Regions from separate parts of the Hordeum vulgare genome. Here region 1 is linked to region 2. Evidence: chromatin contacts called from public Hi-C data. All regions are on one chromosome and are shown on one strand. The core of a region is the stretch at or near the end of the contact, and the rest is flanking DNA. Distances in the headings are between cores, read along the strand shown.

Evidence for each region. Hi-C and Micro-C count contacts between places; a contact is called where the count stands out from the background.
Region 1: a Hi-C map of seedling shows a contact between it and region 2, with 2.4 times the contacts expected there. The contact joins the enhancer-like site here to the promoter of LOC123425395 in region 2. A contact is called at or near these places in 3 of 6 Hi-C or Micro-C datasets (leaf and seedling) and 1 of 1 datasets of contacts at active chromatin or transcription factors (embryo).

What each region holds. Positions count from the first base shown.
Region 1 is chr2H:109,766,252-109,770,546 of MorexV3_pseudomolecules_assembly, reverse strand. No RefSeq gene overlaps it. Among protein-coding and RNA genes, the nearest start is that of LOC123425396, 5.8 kb to the left of the region's middle. Within about 2 kb of position 1,521, at least 3 of the 3 cell types and tissues checked have open chromatin away from gene starts, as enhancers often do. A contact at or near this core is called in leaf and seedling, where this site is marked.
Region 2 is chr2H:109,569,801-109,574,035 of MorexV3_pseudomolecules_assembly, reverse strand. It overlaps LOC123425395 (protein SPIRAL1-like 1), which reads right to left and starts at 2,796. Exons shown (of 3, transcript XM_045109090.1): 1 at 2,689-2,796; 2 at 403-635. The coding sequence starts at 630.

The DNA.
Region 1 (4,295 bases), core at 272-2,771, 200 kb before region 2:
ACCACCTGTCCCACCGTGGCTTGAAGGGCCACAGCGTGCTTGATCCAGCGCTGAAGCTGTGAGCGTCTGGAGCGCTTGCGATGGGCCGGAGAAGGATGAGGGGGAGCCAAACGGTATGGAACCGATGGCTGCCACAGAAGGACTCCGTGCGTGGCCGCGTTGAAATGCATCGCGTCACGGATGGAAAGCGCATCCGTATCCAGCGTCGCTTCCTGCAGCCACGCCGAATCATCGGTGATGAAGCTAAGGAAACTAAAGAGGATCCCTCCGTCGAGTGTCATCATCATGATCGGAAAAATTAAATCGCCACGTGCGCTAGAATTTGCTAAACGCGCAGCCCCACGATGGACGCCACCTGTCGAGGAAATGAGTCTGACAATAGTATCAGGGGTACGAATGAGGGTGCGAAGCCAAGCTACGACACAGGCGTAATACTCGGATGTACGAATGTGCCCCACTTAGAGAAGGTAAAGACCTACGTCTCGAACACAGATGCTTAGTGTTTGCTTATGGAAAGTGTGAATACACACGATGCTAAACCTTTGTCCAAGAACTCAAGATAGGCTTATATAGAGTGTGCCTGGGCCCATTAAGCCTCATTATAATGATGAGTTAATGTTAATAACTACGAAAGTTGCTGATAACAACAACTCTAAATACAATGTTACTCGTAACGCCGGTCTTTATTGTGCTTTATGTAAAATGTTAAGTTTCTTAGTCATTGCACCTCCTTCGTCGTCCACGTTTGTCCTGGTCCGAGTGCTAGTGTGTGTCCGACTAACTGAACGAGTGACATCGTATGTCCAAATGAGGTGGTGTTTCTTTCTCAGGGGCTAGACTTTTTTTAATCCCAGGGACTAAAAAAAAAAGTCCCTTCAGTAGAGTCTTTTTTTAGTCCTTTAAAAAAAGTCTCTTATGTTTTTTTACCTAGAGACTAAAAGAGATTTTTTTAGACTAGTCCCTCTAAAAAACACCACCTAAAACCTAAGTTTGCATCGGTAGTCTTGAAAATTTAATGACTGTGTGAGACCCTAGTAGACCCTGGATGGTCCATGACCTTACCTTTAGTAGTGAGTGATCAATTCGTAAAGAAGAAGAGTTGATCAATTCGTGTCAAAACAAAACATTTGAAGAAGGCCATCAATTTTATGGACATCATGCGTGAACGGAAACCAGCCGTGTGCCATGAATCCGTTTTCTGTTCTTTTGATGATGATGCGTCTTGATGGTTGATGCAGTTAATTTTGATTCACGTTTCGTCGGCCTGGTCCATCAGCCGAGGACCTCTATGCCGGCCATAGCCGACGCCCGTAGCTGCTGATGCGCCGCACGGAGCGCAGGACGTGTGCCAGTGCGCGAACCGTCCGTTAGAAAGTGCATGCAGAGCGAATTAACTACGGCGTCGCGCCCACTTCAGCACACAGTAGTATCTGATCTGAGCCCGTGAACGACGTGGACAGTTCCCTAGGTAGGTGTTGGCGGCTTGGCGGGCTGGAGCTACGCAGCTAGCCATAGCTCTGGATTGGCTGTCGATGCATGCAGAAACGCACGCTGGTCCGGGTGTCTGACAAGGCGATCCAGTGGGAGAGACGCGCCCACTGGGAGGCCAGAGCGCCGCAAGTGCGTTCAGCGCAGGCGCAGGGCGGCAGGAGTATACCGCAGGCGCAGGACGGCAGGAGTAATAGGGAAGAAAGATGCTCAGGAGAGTTAGACCATGTATAATTCTCTCATATAAATTGTGTTTACAGATTGTGAAAAACGATTTTACGGATCGCTGTGAGCGATCGCCGAGCAGACAGCTTAAAACGGATCCCTGAAAAAAAATATTCTACACGGCAATCGAGCAGACCCGCAAAACACACAAGTAAAAAAGATATGCCGTCCGTGCCCGGCCCGTAAATTAATAATTTGCATTTCAATTTCGGACATGAAAACACATTTTTTTTGCTTTTTTATTTACTTCAAGGGCATCGGATACATAATTATTCACCAAATCTGTGTTAAAATAGCAAGATTAAAAAAAAAACAAAAATCACAATTAGGCATTTTAAAAGATATCAAACTTTCATAACTGCTCTCACTAGTTGAACCAACATCTTCGTCATGCCTTCATTATTGATCTGCGGACACTTGATCCATTCTTCATTCTTCTTCTTTGATTTCAAAGAATTAGACGTTGCATCTCCTCTAGTTTCTTCTCTAATTGCATATCCACTTGCGTCATTAGCTTTAATTCTACCAATGAGTGCACGAACATCTATTAATTTTCTTCCTATCAATAAATCAATGTATCCTTCTTTCCAATACCAAAATGAGCATCCACCTTTCTACACACATGATCATCTCAATAAGCTACCGAAATTGAACCGAATAGGTTGACAAAGCCGAATGAAATGAAGAACATACCCCGCCGTTTTCGCATTTGAAGAATACCCATCCCGGGTGTTGCGGCATGCTAGATGTTAGTCGTAGCACTGTCTGTGTGCAGTCATCACACTCTAGAGTGGCATCGGCGAGCCAGCGAGCCGCTGCGTGAGCGCCGAGCCCGGGTGACGGCCGGTCGAGTCCTTGCCGGCAAACCGACAACAACGACTAGAGGACAAAGCAGTACCTGCATGCGGCGCTGGGGCTTTGCCGGGGGTTGTGTGGGGCGGTTCCCGACCAATTCGTGGGTTGGCACAACCGCCGATGGTCGGAAACGCTAAACCTGGCGGCCGCGAAAAACAGTCGTCGATCTGCAACTTTCCAGTCGACCGAGGCACAAGGAAGTGGTGAAGGTCAATTCCGGGTGTTTGGCGGCCCGTCGGCGTGATACTGATGGCTGGTATGGCCGAAACTGTAGGCGGCGGCCCGGCGGCGATGGGTGGGAAAAAGCGCTGGCTGAAATGTCTCCCCCACCCACCACTCCCGCTATATAGAGGGTACCGGGAAGAACCTCCATTTTTGCGGGTTGGGTGGGATTTTGCCGTGCCCCGCAAAAATATTTACGGGTCTGACGCGTTTGCGGGGTCTGGTCGGGGTATTATACGGGGTCTGCTAGAGATGCTCTTAGTGACACACTCGTATGTCTGAGTGAAATAAGACCAACAATGAAGGGTGAAAGGAGGAGGACAAGGGTAAGGGTTAAATCAAAGTAAATCCACATGATCTTGATCGTCAAACCATTATCCCATCAAGCTTTCGTGACCACACAATGGGACATCCTTGTGTCTTCAATGTCAGAGCTAGAATCGACATATCTCTAATAGGAAGTCCTGAGCTGGTGGCCTCGGCTAGATGGTAACAGAAAATAAAGACATGGTGTTTATCCAGGTTTGGATCCATTCAAAGAGTTAAAACTCTACACCCTACTTGTATTGTATTGATTATAGATGGGGTGCGAAGGACAAGTGATCTACCTCGAGATCATATGAGTGAATCTAGAAATCTCGCTTCTATGGACTAAAACGCTCAACTTTGTAGGGATCGGGAGGTACCTAGGTTTACGCATGGTCGGTTACATATAAGGATAAACATGCCAAATATATGAATATAACTTGAAGTGTGCGTCAAGTCTTTGAAAATTTTCATCTTCAGTACGCCGAGGGTTATGGGCAATATGGCCCATAGGTGGGTCCTCGGTTCAGCCCATGAGTGATAGGCCGACGAGGCAAGTATCTCCTAATCTAGGACACCGTCACATGGATGTCCTAATTTTTCAAATATAAAACTTTGTAATTTTATTTTATTTTGAAAAAATACACATGTATACAAAGATGTAATGTGTATGTGTGTAAAATTTCAGAATGAAATAGCTTAAATTACGAGCTGCACAAAAAAATAAAATCATGGATTATGAGGATGAAGGGTGCATATGCTAAAAAGCCTAACATTTGTATTTATGTAGTCACATTTTAGTTTACTTCGGTCCAAAATTTACACATCTGTAAATTTATTTGAATGATTTTTAAAAGATTAAAGTTTCAAAATTAAGGCCTTTATAGAACTTGGTCCCCATTTGGCATTTTAGGTGTCCATGTGACTTGCAACAGCAACTTCAACTGAGCGATTCATTTTGTCCGCCGTCGTTCGTTTGGAGCCGCACGGGTAAAACAGATGGTCCAACGCGCCGACCCATTGCCAAAACGCGTGCGCTTCACGTCCGTGCCGATTCATTTTCAATCCAAATTTGAGACTGAAATGCGTCGGCCCAGACGCGCGCCCTCTCGGTGTTCGCCTCAACCACCCACAGTCAACATTATTTATGATGGCCGCCCTCCTCGGGCCCATGCGTCAGCGGCCGCGGTCGACCTTTT
Region 2 (4,235 bases), core at 1,547-4,046:
ACAGAGCCCCAAAATGACCATCTTTAGAAGACATGCCATGTACTTCAATACTTGAAAATCAAACATTCAAGTAGGCTGAATAAAAAGACGATTTAACTCATTTGCTTAGCTTACATCCCTGGGGGGAATGAACCGATATTTTCTTGGCTGTACTAATAACTGTAGTAATAAATAACACAAAGCAAGATGAATTCTTGGAGGGTTAACATGAACCGAAATAGAGAGTAGTTGTGAAAACTGCACTGGGCAGAAGATTCTTCTAGCAAAAAAATATTAATAATGGAGAGGCTAACGGTGATTAAACTTATGTCAATGGAAACTTTTGATATAATTCACCGATGAAATTTTAGAAGGATAACTAGCTGGATCAGATTGGGTTCATTACAAGGGCAAAACACATACCGTAAGGAAGTTGCCAGTGTTCTGGCCATCTGCACGGTAATAGTTGTTCGCCCGGCTACCTGGAATGCCAGCTGGAACCTGCTTGGCTACATCAGCAGGTGCTTGTGCTGGTTTCTCAGCAGGTGGGGCCTTCGCAGCTGGTGCTGCAGCAGGCTTTGCAGGCTCACCATCTCCAAACAGGTAACCCAGAGAACTTTGACCACCACCAGCACTCCCGCCACGACTCATCTTGACTGTAAGACAAATAGATAAAGTGCAACATATGAGTGAACAAGTTCAGCACGATTATATTTTGGAAAAGGCAAATGAAATCAACGGGGATAAAAGCTTCCAGAATATTTCAGACCACTAGTTACTACAAAAATGTTGGCTTAAAAGGAATGTTAAAATAAAACACATTGTGGTAATTTAGGAGCAGAGAAGACAGGAAAAGGCATTTATGCTGAACCAAGTCTTCAGACAAGAATACTTGGTAAGATAAGAAACAAGTGCTGCTTAGACTGAATGAAGTCAAACAGGGTCAGATATTATCACAACCCACAAGGCCTGCTGTCAATTAAAGCATATGATCTACACAGGTTAGGTAATATCAACTTCTGGGGGAAAAAAGAGATAAACTATGAACATAAGGAAATATAGTTTGATTATGGCCATGAGAGAATATCTAACAGTTACTTCTAATAAGAACTTGGAGCAAAGGGCAAAGGGCCTTGAGTATGCTGGCAGGAGATCTTGTTAAACATAATGGTGGGTACCCATCAATACAGGGAAATCAGGAAAATGAGGCCAATCCAGACTCTATCCAGGGTAACTAGTCAACATCAAACAGTAGACATCCACATTATTGTGTTTAGTGAAAACGTTTAGATCTCTGTTGGAGGACATGATACTTTTCTGAAGAGGAGATGATGAAATCTCAAAACCTTAGGCCAATTTTTTCAAACATCTAACCTACAACTACAATAGCTTATCACCAAAAAATCATACTTAAATAACTAATGAAACATGTTATTGATGTCAAGAGGAAATACTGTATTGTCAATAAAATCTTAGATGGTTAAACCAATAACAGCAACAAAGTTTTCAGCATCTTTGGATTGAGAAGATATAAATAACAGGGCAACAGGCCCCTCACTGCAAAGTGCTGTCTGGAAACATGGTGAAGAATTGAACTACACATTCATACAGACAAGCAAGTTAAAAGAAACTCAAGGTCAATCAAACAACATAAGATACTCAAAGATAAAATCTCACTTCAATTGATCCCAGGATTGATTTTTCCATTGGATAGCCCGCACAACTCTGCAATTTGGTGCCTTCCTAGACCAGATTGCACAGTACATGTTCAGCCTAGCACTACAGCCAGCACCCAAGCATGTAACAGGCAAAATCCATACAGTAGGTTCGGTTTCAATTAGCATAAAAACATATCATACCGATCCATTGCATATTTGTTGCCATCTAAGGACACTTAGATTGTTGGATGTAGTTAGCGTGATCAGCTCATTCCCAGTTTCAGTTAGTCAAGTTATCCCTTAGGTGCTACAAGAAGTGATGACAAGAGAGACTGCCTGCGATTCATCACTAGAATCAAACAGGACAGATAGGTTACCTACAGGCCTACACCATACACGAGTAGGAACAATCCTAAGTTCCTAGCATGGCACAACGACAACAAAACCATTTGAAATTCCGTTGTCTATATTCCAAAAGTTTCTCCTGATATCACCACACACCAGCACATCTCTTCTATGATTTGTTATAGAACTGCCATCATCCAACCTTCTCTACACAAAACAGATGAGCACCACAAGTCTAGTCGGGAGTTCCCCCACACCAGTGAATCTGAAACTGCAGTGACATTGCTACGATTACGAACCACATGCCCTAGAATCTTCAAATCTAGGTAAGGTGACCCTTCACGAAGAAACTGCCGCGAGCACGCAGACTCCTCGCACCCAATTCCCGAACTACAAAAGCCCGATCCCCACAAATCTATCATCGGCAAAAGTGAAATGGACGTCATTACAAACAAATCAACTGCCAACCAAGATGATTAAGCGCAATTCCTACATACACGCATCCTATATCGACGGATCCTGAGCCATGGGGACACAGAAGCACGCGATCCCCATCTCATTTCTGAGAGCCTGAGACCAGATCCAGAACCAAACATCTACCAGCTAAACAACGGCGAGGGAGATCCGCCGCTCAGATCGCCGGACCACGCGGCGGGAACCAAGAGGGCGGGATCTGGGAAGGAGGGGCGCGGAGGCGATCGGATACCTTAGATCGGGCGCCGACGAGGGGACGGGGGACGAGGACGAGACAGGAGGAGGCGCTCGGAGTGGTGGGAGTGGTGGTGAGGAAGCGCTTGCGTTGTTGGTTTCCTTTATAGAGTGGGTGGGACGTTTGCAGGGAGGGAGTGGATCTTTTGCAGTTTGGTGCTCGTGCAGATTCGTAATTCGGTGAAAGGACGCCCTTGGCTGTGAGAAAAGTTGGTGATTTGGTAAGATGTGATTTCTTTTTAAGTGGTTGCATGATTGGATGGTGTTAGTGAACAATCCAGGGAGTTGTCTAAATCAAATAGCTGGACAAACGTTTACATCCCTTCTATGACCGGCAACCACAGCTAGCTAAATCTTTGATATTTCGGGAAATGTGTTATTTGGCATTTTAAGTTGGAAATGTCATAAATGTGCTCATGTGGCATAGATTAGTAGATGGCAAAAAGGAAAGGTAGAGAAAATGACAACTACTAGATTCAAGCTTAAACATGAATTTAACCAAGGAAATGTGGGCTATGCGCCATAGGTAATCATATCATTGAATATGTATTATCATTTTTGTTCGAAAAGGTCTTTCTATAGTAAAAAAAAAATAAGCCGCATGAATTATGTATTATATTGGTCCAATTGATGTTCAAAACTAAGTTCGAAAAGTGTGAGTGCCTCCTAATATTCTTTTTCTGGGTGCCTCCTAACCTGAAACAAGGGAAGTACTTTCTAAATATCCACCAAATAAACATACAAATTAGATCGTTTCATGTTTCAGAAGAGAGTGGAAATGACAAGTCATGCATGAACCACGAAGTGAAAATAAGGTAAATATCAGCCATGGATTTATATTCGTGGTGAACCCTTCGTTGTCAAAAATTGATAAGTTCCAGCAACAAGCTATCGAAAAATAGTTAGGCATGTGGATTCACAAAGGTACGTGATCGAAATGATTTGATTTTGAGGATATCACGGCTTGATGAATATAACAAGAGATGAAAACAAATTCTTCAAAAAAGACGAAAGCGAAAGCAAATAGACTCTCCCAATGATGACGGACGAGGTAGGGTAGGATGGTTTTGACCCGAAAGGAAATAATGAGAAACATTGTAGAATACAGGTCATTAACATGTTTGATACGTATACGCAGCCAAGTCATGAATGCAAGATATAGTAACAAACAGACACTCACTATAACACAAAAATAAATTTGATTTTTTGACCAATAAACTTGATATTAGAACAAATCTATTAACCATCAAATTATTTGGAGATGCCGACACCATGCTCGCTAGACCCGTTACGCCGGGACCAGTTAATTGTCCAATCATTGGCGTTCTCTAAACTACATATTTATATAGCCATTGCTACAATATTTCATGATCATACCAAACACACTAGTAAGCAACATGGTTCTGAACGGAGAAAGAATCTATCTCGATGCCTAGCTTGACTACCCAACCTATACGAAAATTCTGTGACATATGGCATTTGACCTAATGTCACAAGAGACTGCCGACGCTACCAATTGGCAATTGTACAATCCTCCAAAGGATC